Linked DNA regions of Sus scrofa: region 1 is linked to region 2. The links are chromatin contacts, called in public Hi-C maps. All regions are on one chromosome and are shown on one strand. Each heading gives the region's core, a stretch centred on a gene start, on an enhancer-like site or on the middle of the called end of the contact. The rest is flanking DNA. Distances are from core to core; before and after follow the strand shown. Region 1 overlaps PEBP4 (phosphatidylethanolamine binding protein 4). Region 2 holds the start of CCAR2 (cell cycle and apoptosis regulator 2).

Region 1 (7,206 bases), core at 488-2,987, 150 kb after region 2:
AATTTGCCTGTGGGCCTAAGGGTAGTTTACCCCTTCAGCTCTTTTCTAGGGAGCTGAGCACGGAGGAAAGGCTCATTGTTCTAGAAACACACTGACTTGGCATCACGGCCACTCACATGTCCTCTTTGGGGCAGCTGCTCCTCCTCTGTGCAAAGCTGTCACCTGCTTGCTATGGAGCCTGAGAGGCAGGAACTGTGGGTCATGTGGAATCTGCAAGTGGGGGCCCCTGACAGTTCCCCTTCACCCGTCCTCTCCATCACCTCTGCTGGTTTTCACAGTGTGATAAAAGAGTGGGAGTTGGAGTCCCAGCTCTGCTGTGTGGCCCTGACTGAGTCACTTCTCCTGTCTGGGCCTCTGTGTTCCCAGCTGTACAAAGGGAAGGCTGGACTGGTGAGGTCTGATCTCTGCTGGTTCTTAATTGTCACAAATCTGGAAGGATGATTGGCAGGGAATGGGCCTTTGAAGTTACCATTATCCCCTGGGGCCTGGGCTGGGGACTATCCCTTAAATCAGGCTTGGGAAGGGGAGGATGGGCCCAAGAAGCCCCCACCTCACTCAGGACTCCTGTGTTCACCCACTTGCTGTAATGGTGACTTCCTGGACCAGTTAGTCAAGTCCTGCTTGGAGTCTGTGTGAATGATTCTTAAATGTTTCCCAAGCCTCTATCCTTTGTTTCTATTATCTTGTGAGTGTAACAGAAAAGCCAATAGGAAGGAAGGAAGGATTGAAGTCCCAAGGACTTGGGGGCAGAATGGGACACATGTACTCTTCTCTGACATTGTTATTATTATTTTGCTCTTTTTTTTTTTTTTTTTTTGCTTTTTAGGGCTGCACCTGCAGCATATGGAAGTCCCAGGTTAGGAGTCTAATTGGAGCTGCATCTGCGACCTACACCACAGCCACAGCAACGCCACATCTGAGCCTCGTCTTTGACCTACACCATAGCTCATGGCAATGCCGGATCCTTAACCCACTGAGCAAGGCCAGGGATTGAACCTGCATCTGCATGGATGCTAGCGGGCTCCTAATTTGCTGAACCACAATGGGAACTCCTCTGACATTATTTTTGTCATCATCATCACCATCACCCATTATTAATACTGTTAAACATTTATTGCTCTTCACTTAGCCATGAGCAGTGGATGGATAAATCCACTCGATCACGAGAAGCCTACACTGTTCCGGGCATTTCTCAGGTCAAGGCTGGTTTCTCCAGCCCTCAATGCAGGGATCACATCTGACCCTCAGCAGGAAGTGGGGGTCATGGCTTTGAGTTCTTTCATGGAAAGTGCTCTCCTTCTGGAGGAAAGGCGTTATAATTTCAAGTTACTTCTGCTGCTGCATACATGTGTCTTATTCACCTTTGTAGCCCCACCAATACCTTGAACAGGGCACAACCAAAGGTGCTCACTAAATGCTTATTGATAATAATTATTATAATGATGTCTTATAACCAATTAAGCAGGGGAAGTGCTCCGAGGGCTTCTGAGCTGCCGTGAGTGGAGGAACAATTTAACTCCTCGTCTGAGGCATCTTTCCTGCTAAGGCTTAGAGCACAGAGCCTTAGGGTTGCAAGGCTAGCGTGGGATTGCTCAGGAGGCAGGGTGGCAAAGACTCAGACAGGAGGTGAACAGCTGGCGCCTCCTTCTGGCCCTGCAGGGCCGGAGCAGGCCTGGGGAGGACTTTTGCCGGAAACTTAGGCCCTTGCGCTCTCACATGGTGACCCCCTCACCCTGCACCAGCCAGCACCTTCACCCAGAGAGAGCCCAGCTCAGGAGACCCACTGGAGAGCAAGGGAGGCTGTTATGTAACTGATGCAACTCCTTGTCAAAACTGGTGACTAATTCAGACCGTCGGCCAGATTGGCTCAGCAGCTTTGGTGTGAGCTGCAGGAGGCCTCAGCCGCTTTGTGGCTGGTTCTCACACCCTCTGCTGGAAGGATCTCTCAGCTTCCTTGCTTGCCTCGGCTGCAACCTCAACCACGGCCCCATCACCACTCCTTTCCGATGAGACCTTTTCTTTATGCGTCCAATCCCCCAACTTTGTGTCCCTTCCTGTCCTACAAAAAGAGACCAGGAGGACAGTTTATGCCTATCTGTCCCCAGGACAGTTCGTTTCTGCCTGGGGCTCACTGAGGCCTTCACTTTGCACCTGGTGAGGTGAAGGGTGTTGGGGCCTGCTGCCCTTGGACAGCTGGCCGGGCTGAGAGTTTTGGGTGCTAAGGCTGGGGCCCCTCCCCCACTGCCCAAGGGGACAGGGCTCCAGGGACCACCCGGCCTCACCCAGTCCTCTGGCCTCAGACCCTGCACTCTGTGGGTCACAGGCTGCCTGGGCAATGCTGGGAAAGGCCTGTGCTCACTGCCCCGGTTCTCACTTTTCAAAAGGAGGAGCTTGGTAAGGCCAGCTCGTCCCTCCTGCTGAGGCTGTCCTGAAGGGGTGCGGTAGGACATTTGTGCTTATCTGGAGATGGTCCAGGGAGAAACACAAAGAGGTGTCCTGACAAGGCCCACAGCGTTCTTAGTCATGAATGCCGGGCATTATTTTATTTAATCCTTAACCACACAACCTTCTGTGGTTAGGGTTATTCCCATTTTACAGGAGAGGAAACTGAGGCCGAAAGCAATTGGGTGGTTTGCCAAAGCTGGTAAGTGGCTGAGCTGGGCTTTGAACTCACCCCCCCAGCTACTCGGAAGCCCAAGCTGGTTCTGACACACTGCCTTCCCATGGCATTCCTGGGACGGGTTCCGGAGGCCTTTGAAAGGCTTGTATATCACAGCAACTTCATGGCAACTGCCCAGTGAGGTCCAGAAAAGAATACTACCTTGTTCTCCTCCCGCTGCTTCCTTCCGCCAAGTAGCACACAGACATGATCTCATCCACTCTCCCAGCGCCCCATGTGGGCTGCGGAGGGGGTGGGCATTGCTGACTCCATTTCCCAGGGGGGAAAGGGAGGCACAGAGAGGGAAGGCGGCCTGTGCTAGGTTGCACAGCTGCCTGGTGAGAGAGCTGGGCCTGGAGATCAGGCATCCCTGCCCTCGAAGGCAGTTAGTGAGCTTGACGGGTGTGGGCTAGAATCACTCCTGAGACACAGCAAATTGGGGTGCGCTTCTTGAGGCCTGACTTAGTGGCTGAAAAAGCTCCAAGATAGCTAGGCCTGTGGTAAAAAATGAAATCTGAGATGCACATAAAGGCAGTCTCTATGCCAAGAAAGAGGCGCCAGGACTAACGGTCAGCACACGTGCTCCCCTCCTGGCCGGTCGCCCACAGCCCTGAACCCCCAGCTTCCCTTCCTGGATGCCCTGGGGCTCAGCCGCAGCCATGCTGTGTGATGGAAAGAACACTGGCCTTGAGGTCATGGGACCTGGGGAAGATATTCACTAGGGACCCCTAAATTAGTCATTTCCCCTCTCAGCTGTTCCATTTTTCACTCAAAAAGTGGGGATACTAACTCCGTGAAATAGACATTCATGTGTGAAAAATTTCATCAACAACGATCAAGCCTGCCCACAGAGAGAAACTACTGGTGTTCCCTTTAACTCCAGCTCATCTCTCCTAGAGACCTTTTTACAAATGGCTTTGGAGGAGTTCCCGCCATGGCACAAAGGGGTCGGCGGTGGTTCCTCTGGAGCGAGGGGGACATAGGTTCAATCCCTGACCTGGCACAGCGGGTTAAGGATCCAGCATAGGTCACAACTGCAACTCAGATCTGACCCCTGGCCCGGGACCTCTTATATGCCTTGGGGCAGCCAACAAAGAAAAAAAAAAAAAAAATGGCTTTTAAGCACCAGGTCACACAGCAGGATTATCCCGGCCAAATGTCTGTGGCTTTTCCATTTGGAATCTCTGGTATCCAACATCTGGTACTGATTCAAATGTTCCCTGAGCGACCCCATGGGCTCCAGGGCAGAGCTTGGCAAACCTGCTGAAAAGGCCCACGTAGTAAATATATGCGGCAAGCTTGGGCAATGCTGAAGGGGAAGGCTCATGGCTATAGGCACTGGAGCTGGGCCACGACTGACCAGAGCTGGTGGTCCTACTTTCTCTGATGTCCTGCTGCCTCCTGGCACCCTAGCTCGGCCTGTGGGTCCAGGTTTCAGGGATGTCTGAGATTTTGACTCTTCTCTTTGAGAAACACAGTGAAAAGGACCAGTTCCTCAGCTGCTGGAAGAACCCCATCATCACCCAGCCGTGGAACCTGGAGCACTCCCTTCTGTGTCCTGTGCCATCGCACAGCTGGTTCTGAAAGGTCTTCACTTTGCAGCCTCCACAGTCTTCCTGGCTGGAACTCAGCAGTGTGACACAGTGCACAGGGGCCATGCCTTCACAACCCAAACACCCTTCCACCTATAATTCACTGTTCCTGTATCTTGAAAGCCCTTGGGTTACTTCTCTATCTGATAAACTTCTACTCAGTCCTTTAAAACACATCTCAAATGTCATCTCTTCCAGGAAGCCTTCTAAGACTACCTAGGCACAGTTATTATCTCCCTGTACTACCTCCAGGCATTTTTTTTTTCTTTCTTTTTTTTTAGGGCTGCAATTGCTGGAAGCTTCCAGGGCTGAACTGGAGCTGTAGCTGCTGGCCTACACCATAGCCATAGCAACACCAGAGCCAAATCTGCGGCTTACATCACAGCTCACGGCAATGCCAGATCCTTAAGCCACTGAGGGAGGCCAGGGATCAAAGCCGTGTCCTCATGGATGCTGGTCGGGCTCGTTACTACTGAGCCACGACAGGAACTCCACTCTAGGAATTTTGATTGCGCTCCGATTGTTATACTGTTTGGGGAGCCAAACATTAACTGAGCACTTATTACATCCTAAGCCTTACGCTGGGCACTTTACTGAATTACATCGTTTAACATTCAAAAACCTATGAAATAGTCTTATCTCCATTTTACAAATCAGGAAACAGGCTCAGAGCAGCTAAATAACCTGCCTAAGGTCACCTAGGTGTTAAGTGATGAGTTTGGGACCTGGATCCAGGCAGTATGACCCCAGTGCCCTCCCTCCTAACCATTAGGTTATACTGCCTCCCTTACACTATTTATAACTACCCCAAACTGTAATGATAAGTTTATAGGTCTGTAAATGCCTCATGAGCTGAGACCACAACTTATTCATCTTTGCTGCCCTAGAATGCAGCACAGTGCAATAGGTGCTGAGTGGCTGCTTATGGAATGAATGTTAAACACAGAGGCTGTGGGGTTGAGCCCACTGCAGGAAGGTGGGATGCTGGGAGTGGGGAAAGAAAGGCAGGTGGGGGAAACATTTGAGTGGGTGGGAGGTGCTTGACCCTTGGCAAGAAGCAGGGTCCTGCTGCCAGCAGCCATGCCATCTTGGAATCCTAAACTGGCAAGAACAGAATGATGTCCTGACACTACTAAGTAAGCATCTTCGATGAACTAGGAAGTGCTTCACACGAGGGCATTCTAAGTCCAGAGTAAAGGGGCAGCTAGTTCAGAAGCCTAGATAGCTCCCAAAGGGAGGGTCTCCACCCCAGTCCTTGCAGGATGCATGGTGGCAAAGGTTCACCCTGGAGGTTGGGTCTGAACTCTATGCCCTGGACGCTCTGAACCCTGCTGGCCCCATGAGAAGCCGGGGTGTTGAAGGAAGTTGCGTGAATTGCCATGTGTGGGAGTTCTCTCTTGCACCGGCCACTCTGTTTACAGTGGCCTGGCTGCCCAGAAGAGCAGAGCTTCCAGGTGAGCCGGGCGATGGGCATCAGGCTGCCGGCTCCTCCAGTTCTTCCGGGCTCTCTCCACCCACAGGAGGTGGGACCAGCCAGGTGCCAAGGCCTAGAGCCTCCCAGCAAGCCAGGTGGGCCTATGAGGTCATGCTTCCTGTCACTCTTGCAGGTGGCCTGGTCCGAGGGAGCCAGCAGGTGTCAGAGGCGGGGGAGGGTGGGAGAGTATGTGAGGGAACCCCTTGAGTGTCCCCAGCACCCTCTGGGGGCTGGTGGTGCCCCTTGAAACCACCGGAAAACTCTTTCCTTGCCCGGAAGAGGTCCAAAGCATGCGTGGCTGCCGACACAGGGGATGGGGGGAGGCGGGGAGAGAGAGAAGACCCCCCTGCAAGCCGCATTCATACAAAATGCATTTCCCAACGTATCCCTCTGGCCTGTCGGAGCCCCTTCTGCTCACTGCTCTGTTTATACATGATAGACAACTAATTAACATCCAAACCTCTTGAAAGGTCTTTTCAGAGGTAATGTTCTGACAGATTATGTCAGCAAGGAGCACTGATTTGTCTAAGCATGGATCACATTGTTTCAGATTGAATGAGGTGAATATTAAACTGCTTTAAATGTACTCTTCATAAAGTACTAATTACACACTCCCAAGGGAGAACAGCCAAGGAATACTAAACAGTAGAGAAGTCAACAGAAGGTTCTTTTTATAGTATGTTGCTGGGCTCTGTGTTTTTCTGTCTCCTTCTTTCTCGCTCTCTCTCTCTCTTTTTTTTTTACAGTAAAATCACAGCACGCTAAAGAATACACATTTATAGCACAATGCTTCTCATCTAATTATATGGCAATCATTAGTTTTAAGCTGGATGCATTATATTTTCTTTGATATATTATGCCTGAGGCATAACTCTGCATTTATTGCTGCTACTGGCAGATTCCAGGCCCCCAGCCCCCTTTCCAAACCCCAACTCCTCTGTACCCACCCCCGACCCTTTAACAAATTATTTAACCCCTACTGTTAGTTTGCTTATTGTCTCCAAAAATTGCAATTTAAATTGGCAAAAATGGGAGAAATGACATACCCTCTGTTAATTTAAAGGAAAAAAAAAAAAAAAAACAGGAAAGGAAATCTCATGTGTTTCCAGGAGCTGTGCAATTTTTTTGTTAACCAGGTGATGTCCTGAATAAAAGTCACTGCTCCCTGACCCAGTGAAATTCCTTCATCACAAATTCTACTGGATCACACTGAATTCCCACTTGGCTGAGCTTCACTGTCCCTCAGGGAAAGAGATATTTACATGTATATAAATATATTTCTCTAACAGCAACGAGGGGTGGAAAAACCATGTGGCAGGGAGCATGCCATTGAAAAATGCAGGGTGGCCCTTCAAGATGCCTAACTGCAGATGTAGCCAGAATTCTGCTCCATCAGTTCTTCTGGGTATTTCTGGCATCAGCTCTTGCCCATGGTTGAGAAAAAGCAAGATCAACTTTGAGACGCCCTAGATTGTCAGGTT
Region 2 (7,106 bases), core at 4,584-7,083:
AGAGAGATCTGGGTGGGGATGTGTCTGACCAGGCTCTTCTTGTCACCACTGGCCCAGGACACTCCTCCCAGGGAATGCCACAAGCTGCCAGGAATGCTGGGGGTGTTGGGGACAGCCTGCCCAGCCTGATGACACTCTTCTTGCAGATGGGACTGGCGAGGACCTGGCATGTGGCTGTGTAGTGCCTGGAGTCACCAGCACCTACAGACGGATCCCAGACGATGCTCTAGGGTGCTCGGCAGACTCCTGGAATGGGGATGGCAGGCTGAGAGGTCTCAGGAAGCAGGTGCTGCTTCTCAAACCGACCTCCCAGGACTCAGGAGTGGAGATGGCAGTGGGAGAAAGCTCCCTGGCCACCTCACCGGGCCTTTCTCAAGACTCTCTGAACTTTGAGCCCACGGGGAGCCCTAAGCCCCGGGCTCTTGGTGTCACGGAGCCTCCTGCCCACTTTAGCCGGCTTCTGGCCAGCCGGAAGCTGGAGCAGGTGCTGGAGCGGTCCTGCCAGCTCCCGACTTCCCCTGCCAGCTCATCACAACACTGCTGCTGCCTGAAGCCGCCAGCAAGCCTGAGAGTGAAATGCCCCTTTGTGGAGCAGGGGGACAGGAGGCCACCAAGGCAGAGAGTGACCTAGAGGCTGGCCTGGAAAAACCAGAGGTGGTGAGTGCCAACTCTCAAGATGGGATGGGAGTCTCCACTGTGGCGCAGTGGGATCGGCGGCATCTTGGGAGCACTGGGACACAGGTTCGATCCCTGGCCTGGCACAGTGGGTTAAGGATCCAGCGTTGCCACAGCTGTGGCATAGGTCTTGACTACGGCTTGGATCTGATCCCTGGCCTGGGAACTCCATAGGCCTCGGGGCGGCCAAAAAAGAAAAAAAAGAATGGGATGGAGGATGGAGTCCTCCCCCTCCCCAACTTGCTCTCCTTGGAGCTCTCTCAGGGTGGGGTGTAACTCACCACTAATTGATGGGTTGTGTGAGAACTTCACCTCACCTGGCTCCCAGCTGTATGGAGCTGGGCCGGTCCGGGGCCTGCCTGAGTGGCTACTGGGAGGCCAGCTAGGTGTGTGTTCTTCCTCTTATATATCCTGCCCCCATCTGCTGGCCCCTGAGGGTGGGAGGCTGGTTGGGGTCGGAAGTCTCCCCTCTTCACTCTGTGCCACAGGTGGAGGGCTTGGGGCCTGAGGCCTGGGCCTGCCTTCCTGGGCAGGGTCTTCGCTACCTGGAACACCTGTGCCTGGTGTTGGAGCAGATGGCAAGGCTGCAGCAGCTGTGCCTGCAGCTGCAGACTCAGAGGGCCCTGGGGGTGAGTGAGCTGTGGGCGCTCAGGCAAGCAGGCGGGCAGGTGAGTGGGGAGGCGGAGGAGGGGTGGAACCCCCAGAACCAGGATGCCCTTCAGAACAGCTCTGGCCTCCTAGCCAGGCCCTGAGGCCCATCTCTGCTGTGCACAGGATCCTGAAGAGGAGAAGGAGTCGGCCCTGGCCCCTTCACTCCCACCCTCTCACACCCCAGGCAGTGAGGTACATGGGCCATGGGAGCAACTCAGCCAAACAGAGACAGGTGAGGGGTTTTGTGTCTCCCTCTGTGTCCTGCCTGCCCAGGGCTCCACCAGCAGACCTCCTGAGCCCTGGGCTGGGCGGGTTGCTTCCTGTTTCTGGCCTTGAGTAATCTGCTTCTCTTTCTGAAGGAGCAAAAACAGCTTCACCCCTCAAGGCAGGCGCGCCCAGTGCCAGGCCTCCCAGGCTGTCAGAGGCCCCGGCAGAGCCAGCTCATACCTTTCCATCCTCCCAGGGACACAAGGTAGGGGAGGGATATATGTGGGGCCAGGTGGCAGGATGGGTGGGGATGCGTGGATACCCTGAAGGCTGGAAAATGAGAGGATTCCTGTTTGGAGCAGGTGACTTGTCCTGGCTGTGATGACAACTAACTCTGGGAGCTTGGTCAGGGGTATGTTGTGGGGAGGGGCTCTGGGTGACACCCCCCCCCACCCTCTGCTCAGCGGGATCTCTCCCACTGGAACAAGGTCAAGGTCCTGCTCAACCGGATCCGGTGGAGGAGCCTTCGACCTGCTGAACCCCCTGCCCCTCCTGATGGCCCTGCCCCCAGGTGAGTCCTGGGGCTCAGCCCAGAGTAGGGCAGAGGGAGAAGCCTGATGAACTAGGCTGCTGAGATTACACTGCCACTAGTTTCCTTTGTCCCTGCAAAATCTGAGAGACATAGACTTGGAGAGGGTGCTGGAAGAACCAAAAAGCAGTTAAAGTGCCCCATCTGCAGATAGGAGGATGAGGACTGAGCAGGGGAGGGACGTTGTTTTCCCAAGGCCACATGGTGAGTCAGTGGCAGAGCCAGGACCGGAAGATGGGAAATCCTCATGTCAGCCCAGCAAGCCCTCATTCCTCAAGGCTGAAACCTAGGTCACCTCCCCAGGTTTTCCCAGGAGAGCAAGGTAGGGCGTACAGGATTCCGAGGTGGATGCTGGGGGATCGGGGTGGGGGTCTTTACTGAATAATTCTCCAGGGGGAATTATCCATGTCAATGACTATCCCCAGGTTTCTCACGATGCTTGGTCAACTCTGGGGCATCGCTGCCTTTGTTTCTGCCTCCTAGCCTAGTGCCTCCTTTCTTTCCCCACAGGATTGCATCAGGTGACCTCCCTGACAGGCCTCCGTGCCACCCCCTCCGGAAGACCTTTATGCCATCATTAGTGGTTAAGAAGCAACGAGCCAAAAACCTTTCAGTGTGTTGAGACCTCTTGGTGCAGGCAGGGACGTGACCCCGGGTCAGCGGAGTGCAGTGAAGTCCTCCTCCTCGCCCTTTGCCCTGTTGCTGCTTCGGGACACTGCCGGGAAAAGCTGCTGACCTCACCTTCCTCTCTGAGGCGAGGGCTGAGTTTCTCTGAGCAGCCGAGGAGCCCTGGGCCCCTGCGAGGCCTCAGGTGCAGCAGCTCTCAGGCTCCTCCCTGACTGCCAGAAATCCCTGGGCTTAGGCAATGTGAACTTATTTATCTGGCACCCATGGAGTGTGTTTGGCACGGCGATCTATCGGCACCCAGCATATCGCAGATGTATATTTATGCAAAATGATATATATGTATATATCTGTGGGACTGTCAGTGTTGTGAACTGGCTGGATCCAACTGGATCCAACCATCTTTCTGGAATCATGCACTCAAAGAGTCGGTCTTCCGGGAGTTCCCATCATGGCGCAGGGGAAACGAATCTGACTAGGAACCATGAGGTTACGGGTTCAATCCCTGGCCTCACTCAGTGGGTTCAGGATCCAGTGTTGCCGTGAGCTGGAGCTGTGGTGTAGGTCGCAGACACGGCTTGGATCTGGTGTTGCTATGGCCCTGGCGTAGGCCGGTGGCTACAGCTCTGATTTGACCCCTAGCCTGGAACCTCCATCTGCTGTGGGTGCGACCCTAAAAAAGAACAAAAGAGGGGAAAAAAAAAAAGTCAGTCTTCCAGGATGAAGTGACTGCAGAAGGATGGAACTGACCTTCATTCCTGAGCGGACACTTACTGAGCTGGAGTCCTGCCTTCTCATACTGCGTGGGCAGGCCCACCGAAAGTGGGGTCCAGTTGTTAGCTGCTCTAAAGTCAATAAAGATGCAAACTTGGTGGAAAGGAAAGTTTGCTTTATTTTGGAGGCCAGCAACTGGGGAGGAGGGCAGATTCATGTCCGAAGGTTGACTCTCCCCACTGACAACCAGCAGGGAAAGACTATTTTTTTTTCCCCCCTCCTCATGCCTACACCTGTGGCTTATGGAAGTTCCCGGAGCAGGGCTTGAATCCAAGCCACAGCTGTGGCAGTGCCAGATCCTTTAACTCACTGCCTCAGGCCAGGGGATTGAACCTGTACCTCTGCAGTGAACTGAGCTGCTGCAGTTGAGATCTTAACCCACTGCCTAAGCTTTCTGACAAAAGCTTTTAAAGGGGAGTTTCCGGGGTGTATAGGTGGAGGGAGGGGGCTGGGTGCAGAAACAGTATGGTCAGCTCTGACAGTCATCCTGAAATTGGTCCTGCAGTGTGGACTGACCAGCGTCATCTTAAGTACAGTTAATCTTCAATTCTAGGGTCGGTTTATTCCTATTTCTTTGAAGAGCTAGTTCTTGGAATTGTGGCAGCTTATGTCATGGCTATGGCCTGGTAGTTATGTAGTTAAGTTCTTCCACCTAATGAGGGTTTCAGTATCTAAAAGACAGCTGGAAGGATATGGCTCAGAATATTATCTATAGCCTTTGAGGAGGAACTAAAAGTCCTTGGCTTTCTTTAATGGGTAAACCATTGCTATTTGGCCTTATTTTCCTCTGTCTGTATTTTCTCATGTCTCTGATTAAACTTATCCTTTGGCCAAAGTATTTCTACAGACAAAAGCAGGTGGAAGACATGGTGGGAAAGGACCATGGAGTTCTGCTCTGTTTCACCAGACCAGGACAGAGCAGGGCAGTCCCTTGGCCAAATCTTGGCCCTGAAGACTGCGCCAGGGATGGGAGGGTCAAGACAGCAAGCAGAACAGCAGAGTAATCTTCAAGGTCTCTTCTCAGCTGCTTTACTCCTTACTAGCCTTTCCATATCACAGCTGAAACCAGGGGCCAATACTAGCCATTAGACCTCGACAAAACCCCTAACCTTTCTGAGTTGTACCTTCTCAATCTCCCAAATGGTATAATGATGCCTGCCCTACCAACCTCACAGGCTTGTTATGAGGATAATATGAGATCAAGCTGTTTCAAAGTGCTTCGTGCATGTTAAATGATTAGGAAAGGGTGTTGGAGGGAAGCTAAACAGGAGGGATGATGGGAAGGTAAGAGCATAAGGGGGAACTGGTATTGCTAATGGGTACTAAAATGGCAAGACTTTGAGCAAGTCATTTCATTGGAGTTCCCCAGGTTTCAAATCTGAGAATTAAGACACCAGTTCCAGACCTGCCTGTTCCCCAAGGGTTGATGTAAGAACTAAAGAAAATGACCACAAGACCTCTTTATAAATGTATACCTAATTATCATGGATGTTTATCTTACTAGATTAGGTTCCTAGCTCTTTGTTATTTGAGGATGGGGGGAAGCATAGTCTCCTGCAGGTACCCAGAGGATGGGAAGTGTGTGTGGGTGTGGGTGCCTGGTCAATGGAAGGGTAGGGCTAGGGATGGGGTTTACCCATTGGTTGGGTAAGGCACTGGAACCTCTCCTAGAGATGGCCACTGATTAGGGATCCTCCGCCTTCAGTCAGGAGGAAGTCAACTAGTTCTGTTGCTGCTGCGATCTTGGGGTTTGCCAATGTGGGGGTGGTAGGTGTTCCCTTATGTTTTTTTGGGGGAGGGGGGCTGTCCAGCTCCAGCTGTCTTTGGACTAGGAACCAATTCTCTGAAGCCTGCTTTTCTAATGGGACACTTAAGCGAGGACACCGCCGAGACACGCCTTCCTAACGCGCATCCGACGGGGGAAGGCGCACTTCCGCTCCGCAGTTGGAGCGGGATGGCAGACCGGCGTGGGGGCAGGGAGAGGTCGGTGGAGAGGAGGGAGGGACCATATCCGGGAGAGTGGCAGCTTCCGACCAGTGGTCGCTCTTCCGGAGAGGCGCTTCCGGTGGCGGCGGCAGCAGCGGCTGTGGTGGTTCCGGGTGTCTTTGTCCCCCCGGTGTCGCGGCCCTGGCCCGCAGGTGGGTTGGGGGGCCTTCCGTCGCCCCTCTGCCCCTTCACCTCTCCCCCGGCCGAGGGGCTGCGAGGGCCGGGCCGCGAAGATGCACCGGGCGCAGAAGGGGCCGAGCCCCCCTTCGGACTGCAAGTCCCGTCTCCCTGGCAACGGCCTCGGCCCTGGGGGCGGGCGGGAGGAGGAGAAACCGCGCGCCTTCGTCCTCCCACGGTGGCCGGTCGCTGTCTGGCCGGTAGACCAGGAGCTGGAGGCTGCTGAGGCAGGAGCCGAGGGCCAGGGAGCGCGGGAGCAGGAGGGCGGGCGCGCAGCCGGATTCGCGTCCGGCCGGGCCACGGAGCTGTCTTCCCACCAACCCGTCCGGGAACAACGGGCCGGGCTTCCGGGGAGAGGGCCCACACCATCTCTCCGGCACCAGCCTCCTCCATTTTTCCGGGCCTTGCGTGGAGCTTTTGGCGGATGTATTTGAATGAATGAATGTCACCGGGGCTCTTTCCAACCCCCTACTCTCCCCAACCATCTGAGGGTGGCGTGGCATGGTGAGAGGAGCGCTAAGTTGTCGGAGACCTGGGTGTGAGTCCTGGTTTTGTCCCTACCTGGTTATGTGGCTTTGGGCAAGTCTCAGTCCCTCGAGCCTCAGTTTCCTGTTTTTGAAAGAGCAATACAGTATCACCCACCGCTAGGTTACTGTGAGGGCACACTGGAACATTGTAATTTCTCCATTTCCTGCTCCTCTGTATTCTCTCCATCCATCTTCTCCATTCATTCTCAGTATTCATCTCGCCACTTTCTTTAAGACCCTTAGTTCCTTTTGGGGGGTAGATGGGAATTTTCTCTGTGAGCTGTTAATTTCTTTTCCGATTGAAGGTTTTTTCCCAAGACTCTGAAAGAGGACAGCATTCCCAATGTCCCAGTTTAAGCGCCAGCGGATCAACCCGCTTCCAGGGGGACGCAACTTCTCAGGTGATCACCTTTATCTCTACCTGGCCTCATACTGGGAAGTATGGGCTTTGGAGTTAGTCTTCTTTTAAAATGAGGCTTTTGGGGTTTCCCTGGTGCAGTGCAGTTTGCTGCTGATATTTTTTAGGAAAATAGGAGATGACCAGAGTGGTTGTCAGCGAAACCCTGGGTGGAACTTGCTTGGATCCACTTTGCCCTCTGGGTTTACTGTATCCTCTCGCTGCCTCTAGTACTTTGGATGGTAGGTACTGTTCCTAGATGGCTTCTCTGTCACAATAGGCGCAGCTTCAACATCTCTTCTGGGTCCTCCTCCTGGTTTGCTCACTCCTCCTGTGGCCACAGACCTGTCTCAAAATGCCAGGCATCTTCAGGTAGGTTGGGCATCCTCTCTAGTGAGTTTCAGCACCTGGGGCTACCCCAGAGTGCATGGCTGCCCAGTGCATTCATTCGGACATCACAGTGTTCATCCTTCCTGACACGCCTGTCCTGGGGCAGTCT

Evidence for each region. A called contact is a pair of places that touch in the nucleus more often than the background predicts.
Region 1: a Hi-C map of embryonic fibroblasts shows a contact between it and region 2, with 2.2 times the contacts expected there. The contact joins the enhancer-like site here to the promoter of CCAR2 in region 2. A contact is called at or near these places in 1 of 5 promoter capture datasets (liver), 14 of 47 Hi-C or Micro-C datasets (adipose tissue, embryonic fibroblasts, epiblast stem cells and 8 more) and 2 of 2 datasets of contacts at active chromatin or transcription factors (alveolar macrophages and skeletal muscle).

The regions. Positions count from the first base shown.
Region 1 is chr14:7,005,449-7,012,654 of Sscrofa11.1, forward strand. All of the region lies in intron 3 of PEBP4 (phosphatidylethanolamine binding protein 4), which reads right to left. Among named protein-coding and RNA genes, the nearest start is that of EGR3, 61 kb to the left of the region's middle. Within about 2 kb of position 1,738, at least 23 of the 83 cell types and tissues checked have an H3K27ac peak or open chromatin away from gene starts, as enhancers often do. A contact at or near this core is called in adipose tissue, embryonic fibroblasts, omental adipose tissue and 2 more, where this site is marked.
Region 2 is chr14:6,854,219-6,861,324 of Sscrofa11.1, forward strand. CCAR2 (cell cycle and apoptosis regulator 2) reads left to right here and starts at 5,834. Exons shown (of 22, transcript NM_001206340.1): 1 at 5,834-6,221; 2 at 6,516-6,611; 3 at 6,888-6,979. The coding sequence starts at 6,554.